2 separate regions of the Mus musculus genome follow, and region 1 is linked to region 2. The links are chromatin contacts, called in public Hi-C maps. All regions are on one chromosome and are shown on one strand. The core of a region is the stretch at or near the end of the contact, and the rest is flanking DNA. Distances in the headings are between cores, read along the strand shown.

Region 1 (6,972 bases), core at 2,951-5,450, 530 kb before region 2:
ACAGAGGGAACATTTTCATTCCCATCTTGTCTTGTCTTGCCAAAGGAAAGGACAGCAGGTGACACAGAAGGGCACAGGGAGCTGAGGGGTGTCCAGTTATATCACACCATAAAGATGCTCAATATCACAGTGCAGTAAGCACAGAAGACCCTGAAACTGAGTCATGAGGTGTTCAGAGTCACGTTGCCACCTTGTCTAACTGCTCAGTGTGGATCTCAGCTGAGCGGCAGCATGTAAGGATTAACTCATAGGGAAAAGGGCCATGTTTACCTCGGGTTGTCTCAGGGAAGCGCTCAATGCTGCTAAGAGGTAGAAGTGAGAGAGGAATGTTCTGCAGAACTGGCAGTCCATGCGCAGGAAGTACAGACTTCAAGGCAAATCTTGCCCAAAGTCTTCTGACACGTTCAGTTTATGTAACTTCTCCAATAGTCCTGCAGAGTAGCCTCCTCCTCCTCTTCCTCCTCCTCCTGCTCCTCCTCCTCCTCCTCCTCCTCTTCCTCCTCCTCCTGCTCCTCCTCCTCCTCTTCCTCTTCCTCCTCCTCCTTTCACAGATGGAGGTAACAGAACACCACAGAGATTTCTTATTTTACCCAAGACCTCACAGCAGCGAATTCCAAGCAGCTGATCTTAGCTCTCGGTTCTCACCCATAATACTAAAAGGTTTCTGTTACCTAGGCAAAGTCACTAAGAAGAACTAAGTGTTTGTAAAACTCGCAGATATTTCAGGAGGGCACCAGGTGGAGAGGTGGATAATGGATATTTCCTGAAAACATCTCTTTCTTCCTTTCGTGTATGTGTGCACAGTGTGTGTGTGTGATATGTTAGTGAGTGTACATGAGGGCACATGTGTGCATGTATTGAGGGGTAGGGATTGTCATTGGTGCCTTCTTTGATTGCTTTCCAATTATTTACCGAGGCAGAGTTTCTGCTGGATGTGGGGTTTGCAGCTTTGGCTATTGTAGATAGCTAGTTTGTCCAGGGCTGCCCACCTTTGCAGGCACCATTGTGTACACGGTGTACCCATAGATGAGTAGGCACACACAAATGTGTAAGTGCCTTTTTTTTTTAAAGATGGGATATGAAGCAATATTTTCTGGGCTGCAAAACACCTTCTTGGATCAAACAATTAAGTTTCCAGAAAGCAGACCACACCCATTGCCTAAAAGTAATTTAAAATGCCAAGTGGATGCAGAGCTTATTGGAACTGTAGCTGCTGCGTCTCTCTGTGGTATGTTCAGTTTTGAAACTGTTTCCATTTCTACAGTTTCTGAAAAGGGGAAATGTAGACAGGAGTGGGTCCCAGCCCTACCTAAGAAGCTACATGAAACCCTCTGACAAAGGCAAAGAAATCAGTCTCTCACAACGGAGAGCCACATTAAGCACACTCCAGGGCCATCCCCAGGGCAGTTAGGCAGCAAATAGTCTCTCTCTAGTGTTTTGTTTGTTTGCTTTCTTCTGGCATTTTTGTCTTACTGGGTTTTGTTTGTTTCATCGTTTTGGTTATTTATTTATTTATATTTATTTTTGATAGAGGAAAAACAAGTTTGGGTAGGTAGGGAGGTAGGGAGGATCTGGGAGGAGTTGGCAGAGGAGAAACACGATCGGATATATTGTCTGAGAACATTAAAAAAAAAAACCAAACCTTTCTTCCTATACAACAGGCATGTCTGCTGCCTAGAGATGCAGAGGAGAGTGTGAGATCTCCCGGAACTGGAGTCACAGATGGCTGCGAGTCACCACGTGGGTGCTGGGGGATCAAACTCAGGTCCTCTGAAGAGCAGCCAGTGCTCTAAGTTCCGAGCCATCTCTCCAGCCCTCTCTGTCTATATTTCATTTTCATTTATTATTTGGCTCCTTGAGACAAAGTCTCAAATAGCCCAGGCCGGCCTGGATATCCTTGTCATCTTTCCTCCAGCTCCCAAGTATATAGATTAAAAATGTCTACCAGCACACGCAGTTCTGTCTCTGTGTGCTTAAAAAAAATTAAATTCTGTTTATGTGTATGCGTTTATCTGCCACGTGTGTGCTGGTGCCCCTCCCTCAAGGCCAAAACACGGTGTTGGATCCCATGAAGCAGGAGTTAAAGGCGGTTCTGAGCCACCCAACACAGGTGCTGGGAACTACACTCAGGTCCTCTGCAAGAGCAGCAAGCACTCTTAACTGTGGAGCCGTCCCTTTGGCCCCTGTGCACGTATTTTAAAAGTTTTATCAATTACTTGCCCTGTAGCCTGTGCTATGTGCCTTTATTGTAATGAAACTGCCGCTGCGAATCTGAAGTCTGTTGTCTTAAAAGGTGAATCTGCAGCTGCCAATCTGAAGTCTATTGTCTTAAACGGCGAAACTGCAGCCACGAATCTGAAGACTATTGTTTCATAAGGTACCTGTGGTTGGGAGGGGACAAGACCTGGAAAGAGCTGCAGAGGCCGGGCTACTTACTTTGAAGAGCCCAGGGAAATTATCTCTGACCTCACAGCCCGTCTCTAGGAGGGGGCGTGGCTCCATTGATTACTCTGCAGCTATTTTGAGTAATGAGATGGAGCTCCTGCACAGCAAGAGGTAGATTTTCCTCTGTTCATGTAAATTTTATGGAAATGAGCATTTATTAGTCGACATCACGGAAACCCACCCCTAAGGCTTGCGGTTCTCACTGCAAGGTTCAGCAGGACTGAGGAAGGGTTCTGTTAGGTTTCCCTGCATTTCAGGAGGGGCTTGACCTTCTTGCTGTCAGCAGAACCAACACTGTCTGGAGGCATCATCCCAGGGCGACATGAAGAAAGTTCCAGAAATACTGTTAACATCCACTGCCCCACCAACACGCCCACGCTGTGGAGACAGTAGTTGTCGAGGCTGCAGAAAATTTATTACCAGTGTCGCGGTGTTTGCTAAGACAGAAAGCTTCCATCTCATGCTTTTGAGTTCACCAGAGAATAAAATTTGATCATTACCATGCTTGTCTGAAACTAGATTAATAAAGGCAAAATAAAGCTCAAAACTATTTCTATGGAGACTTTGTCCAGACCCCCTCCCCAGTGTGTTTCTCTTATCCCAGTCTGGCCTCAAACTCTTTACACTTCCAAGAACGACGCTTATGATCTTTCAATCTCCACAACCCGTGTGCTCAGATTACAGTTGTGCACTACCTCACCTGGTTAATGCACGATGGAGATCCAGTCAGGACCCTGGGTATGCTCAATAAGCTCTCTACCAACTGAGCCAATCCCTAGCCTGCCAGGGTTTCCCTCAGCCCAGCAATCCTCATATAGTTTTGTTATTTGCCCTCAACCCTTTACGATCATTGAGGAAACACAGATTCGGTGAGTTCTGCCCCAGTCCTGATCTTTAAACCTTTGGCCATGTCCAAAGTTGAAGTGTGTGGACCCTGGCATTGCCACTCCCGCTTCATACGAGGCCAAGCGGTATCCGGTCAGGACTTCCATGATCTACACAAGGAAGGTGGAAGCTGGCACTTGTGGGTTCCCCAGGGCAGCCTGCCAGCTCAGTCGCTATGGTAATGAACTCCCGTGGCCTCCCTGGGTATTTATTCCACCAGGGGATTTCCCCCTTTTCCTTTTCCAAGAGAGTTCTCAAAACTGATTTAAATATTATGATACGCTCATCTCTGAGTGCTAAGTGGGAGACGTATTCACGTTGGCTGGGAAACCTTTTAAAATATAGACTTTCCTTCCCTCAAATGGCGCTGCCACAAAGGTGAATGTTCTCCTAATAGACGGTTCCTTTAACACACACACACACACACACACACACACACACACACTCCATGAAAGTTGAGGTTGCAGGATGGCTCTGTGCTTTTAGCAAGGTTAATGTTGCTAAGCAACTAAGTAACCATAAAAGGAGAAGCAGGTACCCATTGAAAGGAAACGTCGCTCTTGTGCAAAGACAAGACTTGCCTGTCGTCTGTAGGCAGCAGAGTTTTCCCTGTTGCCACTTTACAGCTGCAGCTCTGGACTGAAGCATGCTCTGTGCAAATATGGGAGGTTTGGCCCTGGGGGATATGCAGGGAGGATCAGCTATTGAGAATATACAATCTGAGAGGTGTCATTAGCAGGAGACATGGTCTCACTATGTAGCCCAGGCTGAGCTCCGACTCAAGATCTTCCCACATACAAGTATACAGTACTCAGAGAAGGACAGTGGCCTACCCAGGGTCACACTGCCATTTAGGATGGCTAACTTTGACCCGATTGATTTCCAAGTGGTTTTATTTCTATTTGACCTTAGAGTCACCCTCGGTGCAGTTCCTCCTAGCCCAGGACTAAACACAGCACACAGCACATCTTCCTCCAGAACAGTGGAAGGAAGCCAACAATCTCTCTCCTTCCCTTCCCCTTTCCTCTGTGTAGTCCTGAGAAGATGTCCCCCACGGTGTTCATCGCAAACACACGCTTGATGACTGGTTAGGACATGGGCTGATTCACAGAGCTTATCTGCGGCAAATCAAGTTCATGGTTTCATCAAAAGTGTATCGACTTCTGCGGATGTTATTCACCTAAGGAGAACAATCTTTCTTCTATGTAAGTTTTGAGGCAAATAATGACTTTATTTTATTATTTTAGTAAGTTTTAGAAGCTAGCACTCAAAAGGAATGGATCTCATTTTGATGGAAATGGGCCTCACAGTACAAATCATACGCTGTTGTAATTCATCTTTCTCTCCCAGGATCTATGTGTGTGAGTTTGTTAATCTTAAGTTCTAGTTGAAGAATGAGGAGAGGGGGCTGGGGAAGATGACAGTCAGCAAAGTATTCGCCATAGGTGCTTGAAGAACCGAGTTCTTTTGAACTGGCAGGGAAAACTGGGTTAGGGTGGCCAAGGCCTGGAATACCAGTTTTAGGGAGGTGAAGCCAAGATGATTCCCAGGGCTTGCTGGCAAGCCAGTCTAGTGAATTACTGACAAGCACCAGGTTCATTGAGAGCCTCTCTCTCTCTCTCTCTCTCTCTCTCTCTCTCTCTCTCTCTCTCTCTCTCTCTCTCTCTCCCCCCTCTCTTACATGGATATCTATACACACACATACACATGAGCACACATACACACACATGAGCACACACATGCATATACATATATACATGCACATACATACATACATGCATATGAGCACACACATGCATACACACGTATGCATATGCATATGTGCACACACAGACACAGACACAGACACATGGAGGGTGATTGAGGAAGACACCCAATACTGACCTCTGGCCTCCACACACACTTGTGCACACGTGTGCGCTCTCCCACTGGAATGAAAATGATGAAGCCAATGAGCAGACACCGGCTCTTCCAGTCTCAGTCACATCAGCATCAGAAGCTACCTCCTCCAAGGGGTCTGAAGAGCTGCCATCAGGGTGGGAAGGGGAAGGCACTCAGGGAACAAGATGTCCTGAACGATTTTATGATTCTTGTAACCTTAAGAGGTATGCTGAGATGGAAGTGCTTTAGCCAAGCTACAGCTCTGAGGTGGCCCTGGCAGGAGGCCCTCCGGAATGTTTCCTGGGGGCCAACACTTGAGCACCCTCCCTACACACACACACACACACACACACACACACACACACACACACACACACACACACTTGTGCATGCATACATGTGTATATTGTATACACACACTTGTGCATACACACACATGTACACACACATGTACACACACATGTACACACACACACACACACACACACACACACTGCCTATGTCACCAAGCCTACGGAAGTGTACATGCCTTGTGGGAAGTTATGAAAACAGGTACTGAGGGTTCATGGGGACGGCTCTTAAGAAACTCTGCAATTGCTGGCTGTAGTAAGAGAGCTATAAACACATTTTCAGAGTGTCTTTGGCATGGCTTTGCACAGCGGCTCCTTTACAGCTGCCCTATGCTGGCAGGGAAGGATGGACAGCCCGAGAGAAGCAGAGGCATACACCCTGGGAGAGGAAACCATGCCTGGGTTTCTGGTTTCCTTTCCTTCTTTAGTTTACTTTTAAGATAAAGTTTTAAAGAGTAGAACTACACAATCATGTTGGGGAACACACCATCCCGTGACGGGCCCTATGTCATCTTTAGAAAAGACTGTCCTCCGGAATCTGGGAGTGATGCTGGTATCCAGATGAAGGGGTCAAATAAAAACTTCAAATTGTAGTCACCTCATCACAGGCTTACACGATTGCCAGCGAGTGGGGACACGTGGCCAAAATTCAGAGTGTAGTACTGTGTGCTGGCTTGCTGAGCTAGGGCAAAGGATCCTTGGCTGCTTTTCAGGTGGCCTCTGCACATCGTACGGTGAGCCCATATTGACTCATTATCTAGCAACTGGGGGAGTTAAGAAAGCAACATTGGGTTGGGATGAGGTGGAGAAGAATTGGTTAGATCAAGAATAACCACGACCCCACCGCCGCCCCCAAGGCTGAGAACAACAGCATGGCTAAATAAACTGAAAGAACAGTTATTACATTTGGGTCAGAAAAAATAAAAACAATGGCAAACATTTAAAAATGAGAGACATAAAGCAGACACCCATTAACCTATTTTAGAATAAAATATGTGTGTTTTTTTTTATAAGGAAGACAAGCTCACTCTAATGAAGTGGTAAGCCAATGTGACATTATAACTTAAGGGGAGATGGCAAGTTCACATTATTTACATAAATCTTTGGGGCAGGGGACACCAGTGATCTGATTAATTTTCCAATTAGCTGCTTGAGTTCTTACTGGACCTCGTTAGTGTGACTAGTTTGTCCAAACAAGCTGGCTCTCTCACAAACCGGGCGTGGCCTCTCTTTTCTATGGGCGAGATGGGATTCTGGGACTATCTATCATCTCTTGAGCTGGGGCTTTGCCCAGGAAGAAGAAGATTTTCAGGCTCCCATTGCTCCCTCCTGCCTGGGAGACCGCCCCCATTGAGAAGTGCATGCATACAGTTTACAAGTGTTGGACACAGAGTCTTATCTACAGGGCAAT
Region 2 (7,574 bases), core at 1,280-3,779:
AGAAACCAAGCCATCATAAATCACACCGATTACGCAAAATAATCCACAAATTGTTTTTTTGTATGTTTGTTTTCTAATTTTCCAGACAGCTTTTGGCTATGTAGCCCAAATTCTCAATCCTCCTGTCTCCATCGTTCCTCACTTATAGACTTCAAGGGATTGCACTTGATGTATCAATTACGTCTCTGTTGCTACAGCAAAACGCCATGGTCAGAGCAACCTATGGAAGGAGCCTTAGGACCTTAGGATTCCAGAAGAACAAGAGAGCCCACGATGGCAGAGGAGAGGCCAGGCAACAAGCAGCAGGTGCAGGGCCAAAACCCAACTCCAGTGACACACTTCCGCCAGCAAAGTCACTCTGAACATCACAGACAGTACCTGCTAGCCTTCTGTCCAAACTCCTCCCCACAGTTACCTGGCAACAGCCAGGTAGGCCTGGCCCACTATAAAAGGGGCTGCTCGCCATCTCTGTCTCTCTGTCTCTCTCTCTCTTGCCTTCTTTCCTTCCTTTCTTGCCTCTTGCTCTCTTGTTCCCTCTCTCTCCCCATTCCCTTCCCCCACCTCCACGTGGTCATGTCTGGCCTCTACTTCTGTGGCCCGTAGTCCATCTCTGTCAATAAAGTCTTATTAACCCACCTCCATACATATTTGTTTGCACGTCATCTATAGCTGCTTTGGGGCTCTAACAGGTCTCAAGAGACATCATGCAGACTCAAAAACCTAAACTATCTTCTGGGTGGCTTTTATCAGAATGTCTGTTGACCTTTATAAAGAAACAAGGTGTCCTTCTGGAGACCCGAGTGTGTGGCCAGAGAAGGCCTCGTGCAAAGGACCTCATTCACTCTAAAACAGAACAATGTGATAATTCTGCTAGGTTCTATTGGTTTATAGTAAAAAAGAAAAAAAAAAAAAAGAAAAAATGCTTTTTAAGTGTGATAAACAAGTTGCCGGCTATTACATGAAGGAAACTTCAAACAGTGAAGGAAACAACCCCCAAACTTTCATCTTGTTCCTTGTGCAAGGTGCTAAAAGCATTTTTGAACTTTGTTTGTATTCTCATTGGGCAGATGGGCGGGGTAAGCTCTGCTCTGTTCAATAAACAACATGACAAAGAAGGATTGTGTGATGTGGTCCTAGACACCACTTTACGTTCTGGTTAGGGGTGAAAGCCACACTTCTCCTCCAGGAAGGGCTGCCCTCCTGGTGATGCCTGGGACACATTCACCCTCCTTGGTGATGAGTTGGCACCCACTCCTTTCTCTCACTTCACACCTTTGTGCTAAGTCAACACTTGAATATGGCTTAGCTATCTGTTTCTTGAAAAACATGGCAGATACCATTCGTGGAACAGAGGGATCAATCAAAGAGAATGACAGAGCAGGTAATGCTCTATTCCCCCCCCCCCCCGCCCCCGAGAAAATGCTTGTTGGCATCCACGCAGAGCATAAAGCCCTCTGCTTTCTCAGATGGGTGGGCTGCTGGAACAGACGATGGGAACACCCCTCCAGTGTGGACCACTCCCCAGGAAAGCATCCAAACACACCTTGCCCTTTGTGGGGTGTCTCATGCCAATCTCCCTTTAACTTGCCATCCCCCCTTGGAACTCTGCCCTGTGGGATGCCTTAGTCAGCCAACTTTGCCCCCTTTCAAACCCTCCAGCTCCAGTTTCAGGTTCTCTGATGATCCTTGTGATGGTCTTGGGTGGAGAAATTCATTCCGCTTCTTCCATGGTTGCCTGGCTGCTCCCCTTTGTAACTTCACTTTGTATTCCTTCCTGTTCGATACTTCTCAAAGTACTGAGACTTTAAAGAGGTGCAATAAATCCCGGATCGGGTTTTAATGACCACAGTAAGCCTGCTTGTAATATGTCAGTGAGCTGAACCCGAAAGCCAATGGGGACTAGGCCATTTCTGCCTTAGTAATTGTCTCCACAGAAAGATTTATAATGTCATTATCTGAATCTATAAGAAATAACTCATGGCGCTGAAATACCCTAAAAAAAATATTACAATTCTCTTAAAATCTAGTCATTCATAAATGCTAAATCATAAAACTTTTTTCAAGATGTTTTATGTTAAAAGTAAAACCTAGTAAAAATATAAATGCTCACTTCTTAATCAGACTCCTCATTCTTTATGTGTATGTTTATAGCTTTTCCATTTTCTGGGATATATTTACAAACCGAACAGCAAGCTGCCCTCGTCCTCTGGGATCACAGGCAGCTACGGTGTCTGAAAAGGCCATTTCTCCTCACCTTCTCATCTCTGCACGATTACCATGTAGCAAGGAGGGAAAGGAGATTTAGCCTGGCGATAAAACTTGCCTCAGTGATCAAAGTCCCCGTTTGCCAAAGTTCTCCATGAAAGGGGAAAAAAAAAACAAATAAACAAAAACTAACACACACTAAACTTCCTGCTAAATGTGCCACAGGGCTGTTTTTAGATGTTTCTGTAAACTCCTTTTCCCCCACAAAGACCAGCCACTCTTTCCAAATAGTGGGAAGCCGCCTCATGCTTTATCCAAGTTTCATAAGCCCTGGGATTGCCACATCTTCCCATCTGCCTCCTATGCCGACCTTGAGGTTGAGCAACCTGCGTGCTTTCTGCAGCTAAAATCCTCTTGGGGATCCAGAGTCCATTACAGTTTTAACACATCCCTCAAGATGTTTTTCATAATTTGTAAGGCTTTTCTTGGTTTTGTTGCTTGCTTGTTTCTTTCCTTAAACACATTAATTTGCCATAAGCTAAAGCCTGGTGTTTGGGCTCCGACTCCTCTCCACCTCCAGGAGTCCTCCCCACCTCCAGGAGTCCTCCCCACCTCCACCAGCCTCAAGGCTGAGATTTGCTCCCTGGTTTTCACACCTAGGATTGCAGATGAGCCTTCTGGGAATGGAGCACAGAGTTGTCTGAAAGGGTTTGGAAAAGAAAATTAATAGCCTCTTCTTCCTCCTCTTCCTCTTCCTCCTCCTCTTTCTCTTCTTCCTCCCCTTCCTCCTCTTCCTCCTCCCCTTCCTCTTCCCCTTTCTCTTCCCCTTCCTCCTCCCCTTCCTCCTCCCTTTCCTCCTCCCCTTCCTCTTCCTCCTTCCCTTCCTCCTGCTCCTCATCTTCCTCCTTCAGCTGCCTCTCCATGTTTTCCCTCCCCTACTCCCTCCGCCCCCTTTACAGTGTGCCACCTCATCAAGTTGACCTACTTTCCCCAGGTCTTCGCTTTTACTTTCCAAGTGACAGCTCTGCAGATAGTAACGCCCAAGTACTTTGTCTCAATGGAAAACTATACTCACCATCCTTTCAGGAACACATCCCAGTGAGTCAGAGACCCACCCACCATCCCCTACACACCAGAGACTCTAGAAGGAGCACCAAGTCTCTATTCTCGTTGTCTTGCCACCCACATCCAAAGGATCACCAAGAAACCTACCTCTCAGAGCCCTTCAGTGTGATTATTATTCTCTATGGCAATCACCCTAAGACCCACAGTGCTGTCTCACCTGCAGGATGGCAGCTGCCTCCCAGTGATGACCCCCATGGAAATCTAATGATTCAGGCTGACTTGCTAATGAAGAGTATAAATAGGCTAATTCTAAGCAGTGCTAAGAACTATGCAGAACACACCCCAACTGTGTCATGACACCTCTAGGAGGTGGAAGGAGCTGAGATCTTTGTGTAGACAATGGAGGATGACAAGAACCAAAGCAAGAGGCTGAGCAAAGTACAAGGAGCCTGTGTCAGAAACAAGATGCAGAGCTGACCTCAGGCTCCTAAGTGGGAGGTGTAAGGAGCTGGAAAGGATAAGGAAGGGAAAAGCAGGGGTTGGAGGTCGTGCACAAACTAGGTCTAGTGCCAAGCAGGTTCCTGGTCTTAGAGAAGGAGCTACGATCCTTCGTCATATGCCAGGGAAAGCCTCAGCAGATCTGGCCCTCAACAGGTATTCCAAAGAGAAAACTAATTTGGGAACAAAGACGACTACACTCAGGAAGGGGCTACATGACCCAAGGCCCTGTGATGACTAAAGACACCCATGTAACTTGTACAATACCACTTGAGGTGAAGTTCCACGTAATTATCACTGATATCTAGGGACCCAGCAGAGGTAAACATCTTGGCCAACGTGAGTCAGCGTTAGGAAGGCCACCGAGGGCACAGTCAAATAACAGCTCGAGGCTCGACTATTCACTCTCTCCCAAACATGCTACCCATGCTCTGGCTTTCAGAGATCAGAACCCCAGATTTCTGGACTCAAGGACCCACATCTTGCACTCACCACATTCAAAATCCCTTACAAGTGCACCACCAGCATGCCTGGGGTCTGAAACTGCAAGTGGCAGATGATAGAACTTCCCGGCTTCCGTAATTATGGAGACCATTTCCACCATAAACAAACGCACCTCTGTAGAGAGCTCCATGTCGGTTGTGTGTCTTTTCCTGGGGTGTCTACTTCTATTTGCTTCTGATAGAGAGGGAAATAACAGATCAAAGCAAGTGATTCTGGCCAAGTCTATGGTGAACCTATGAGCTGATTGAAATTACTTAAAGGCACTTGTGTGACCTGGGCATCCACTCTATGGACTAATGAGGCTCCCTCCACCAACAGCTGTTACCCACTTCTACAGTCTCAGGGGAAGTAAGTGGGCTTGTGAGCATTATGAGCCCACCCCTCTTTGCCTCAGGAAATTGGTCCAACTTTGTGAGGGTCTCCTGTGGCTACACACCATTGCTCTGATTTCAAAACAACAACAGCCATGCTCAAATGCTGAATTCCATCACAATATCGATACTACCCATAATGTCTATATGGAATCTGATTTTTGCACACATGTGTTACAGCTATAACGATGGTGTCAATGTCCTCTATTATTGACTCTATCCCTGACTTGCACACACTAAACCCTATAGAATAAAATGTGGGCTCTGCTCCTCTGAAAGGTATCTACTGGTTTAAAATGAGGGGACTCCATGGTCACATGACTTTTCTTTCAGGGAATTATGTCTGCCATAAGGAGCACGGCTTGGATGAGAGCTATAACTGAAGGCTGGTAGGAAGTTGTGTAATGTGGCATAAAATCACAGCAACTCCTTGTTGCTTGTGGAATAAAGTTCAGATCCCATGTGGGACATTTCAGTCTGAAACCCACCCCAGCCTTGCCTGCTGCCCTCTGAAGCTCACATCTGCCCGTGTGGCCACAGTCTTCACACTGACGGTTCACCCTGAGCCACCTGAAGTGCCTCACATCCAAACCTTAACGCTCCCACTTCTCTTAGGATGCACCGCTGTTCTCCAACCCCATCTTTTGCACAAAGACTTCGGAATGGGCTTGACTACAGAAATGTCTTCTTCCTGAGCAGTGGGCTGAATATTTAAAAAAAAAAAAGATGTTTTTAAAGGACCCTTCTTATATTCTGCCTTTACCATGCCCTCCCATCGCCCTCCCGATTTAAGCCTCCTATTCGAACCTCACAGTTTATCTCCTTATAATATTCTATTTCTCCTTTCTTGGAAGATCCCCTGTGGCCTCTGACATGGTTTGGATTGTGGCACCCATACCTAATGCTAAGCATCCACATGCAAGAGAAGACGGGTGATGTTTATCTTTCTGTGTCTGGGCTACCTCACTCAGGATGCTCCGTTTTAGCTCCGCTCATTTACCTGCAAACTTTATTTTATTTTTCTTTTGGTATTTTGTCTTCTTGGGGCCATGTGATAGACACACACACACACACTCACACACACACACACACACACACACACACACACACACTCACACACACTCTCTCACAAACACACACTCACACACACTCACACACACATGCACACACTCACACGCTCACACACACTCACACAAACACACACTCATACACAGACTCACACACATATACACACACTCACACACACATACTCACACACTCACACACACTCGCACTCATACACACACTCACACACTCACACACACGCACACACTCACATGAATAAATGCATGTAAAGTTTTTGAAAAAATCAGTTTTACCTTTTGCATTTATTGCTTGCTACCATGTTTTCCCTCTTTGTATTAAGATTATTTATTTATTTATTTATTTATTTATTTATTTATTAAGACTATTTATTTATTAAGATTATTTCACGTTCCAAGTGCGTGCATATGTCCCATTTCCCCAATCTCAGGGTAGAGTCTGTGAGGGAATAGTCTGTCCTTATGTTTCTGTGGCTCCTGGGAGATGCCTGGCACCACACCAACCCCACAGCATGGAGCTCAGTTGGTGCTGATCCACAACAGAGGTCACAAATGTGTTTCCCAGAACCCGGAGAGACACCCAGCTGCCTAGTCGGGGAGAATTCGGAACTCAGAGAGATCTCTTAAAGGATGCCGTGTGCTCCTGCTTTCTCAACAGCATCTTTCTCAGAGGACCTGCTGTGTTTGAGTAGAAACAGACACAGGGTGGGTTCTGAGACTCTCATGCGGGTAGAAGGGAGAGCTTTAGATTCTACCCCTCGGAAGGACAGCCCTAAGATGTCCATCAGGAAAATGGCCACTGGCTTGCTATGGCCCCCAGATAAAGAAGGTGCTCATCCAAGAGAAGTTGGAAAGTAAGTAAAGGAATCGGGCTTGAGGCCAGAGACAGTCAAAGGGGGCGGGGGTAAAAGACACATTGACACAGCGTCTGCAGTGATGGGCACCATCTGTCAGAAGCATGCCTTAGGTCTGGAGAAAGCTGGTTGTGCCTGCTGTCTTCTTGCTGCGTGTCTTCACTCTTGAGGATAGGAAATTCTATTGACAGAACAAGACTGACTTGGGATAGCAGGAAGATGAAGGAGCCTGCCTGCTTGAACCACACCCTGGACAAGGCTGCTTCCTGTTTGTCACATTGAAAGTCCACCAAAAGGGCCATGGTGACCCACTGACATGTAGAATGCAGAACTGGTGGCCACAGGGGAAAATGAAGTCACCTTTGAGTTCGTGTGTCTGTGTAGCACAGGCCCACACCTGTGTATAGACCCCATGAGGAAGTCTCAGGGTGATTCCTTAGGTTCAGTCCACTTTGTTTTGACACAGGGCCTCTCATTGGGTTGGAACTTGGAGTCACGAGCATCTGCCTGCCTCAGCTTTCCTCACCATCGAGCCCCACCATGCCCAACTTTCCCATCCATGGAGCTGGAGCTGAAGCTCAGGTCTTTGATTGCAAAACAAGCGCTTTCCTGACTGAGCCTCATCCACAGCCATTAGGTAAGACTTCCAAAAGGTAGATACAAGAATGGAGCCAGAGACCTCTGTCCTAGGTGAAGAAGAAACTGGACCCTCTCTGTGATACCCTCCAGATCTAGACACTTAGATGAGATGCATCCAGCCATTGCTAAGGGTCCCCTCAGTCTGGGGTTAGGAGAGGCAAAAAGCATCATAACTGAAAGCCAGTGGCCGGTGTTGTAGTAGAGTTGAGTTCGATATTCTCATTTCCTCCTCCAGAAAGATGAGGATTAGCACCAACCCCCTCAACGAATTTAGAGAAGGATCAGCAAGAACACTCAGTGAGCCAAGTCAGTTGCCACCAAACCTGATGACGACCTAAGCTGAATGCTCGGGCCCC

The links. Hi-C and Micro-C count contacts between places; a contact is called where the count stands out from the background.
Region 1: a contact with region 2 is called in a Hi-C map of liver, with 1.8 times the contacts expected there. The contact joins two enhancer-like sites. A contact is called at or near these places in 1 of 484 Hi-C or Micro-C datasets (liver) and 1 of 115 datasets of contacts at active chromatin or transcription factors (embryonic stem cells).

Annotation. Positions count from the first base shown.
Region 1 is chr2:169,925,484-169,932,455 of GRCm38.p6, reverse strand. It overlaps a transcript of Tshz2 not described here. Among named protein-coding and RNA genes, the nearest start is that of AY702102, 34 kb to the left of the region's middle. Within about 2 kb of position 4,200, at least 31 of the 459 cell types and tissues checked have an H3K27ac peak or open chromatin away from gene starts, as enhancers often do. A contact at or near this core is called in liver, where this site is marked.
Region 2 is chr2:169,392,211-169,399,784 of GRCm38.p6, reverse strand. Gm14250 (predicted gene 14250) reads right to left here. Exons shown (of 4, transcript NR_166154.1): 2 at 5,164-5,346; 3 at 4,261-4,446; 4 at 2,494-2,905. It overlaps 4930529I22Rik (RIKEN cDNA 4930529I22 gene), which reads left to right. Exons shown (of 3, transcript NR_166086.1): 3 at 86-643. Among named protein-coding and RNA genes, the nearest start is that of Gm14250, 7.0 kb to the right of the region's middle. Within about 2 kb of position 2,529, at least 18 of the 459 cell types and tissues checked have an H3K27ac peak or open chromatin away from gene starts, as enhancers often do. A contact at or near this core is called in liver, where this site is marked.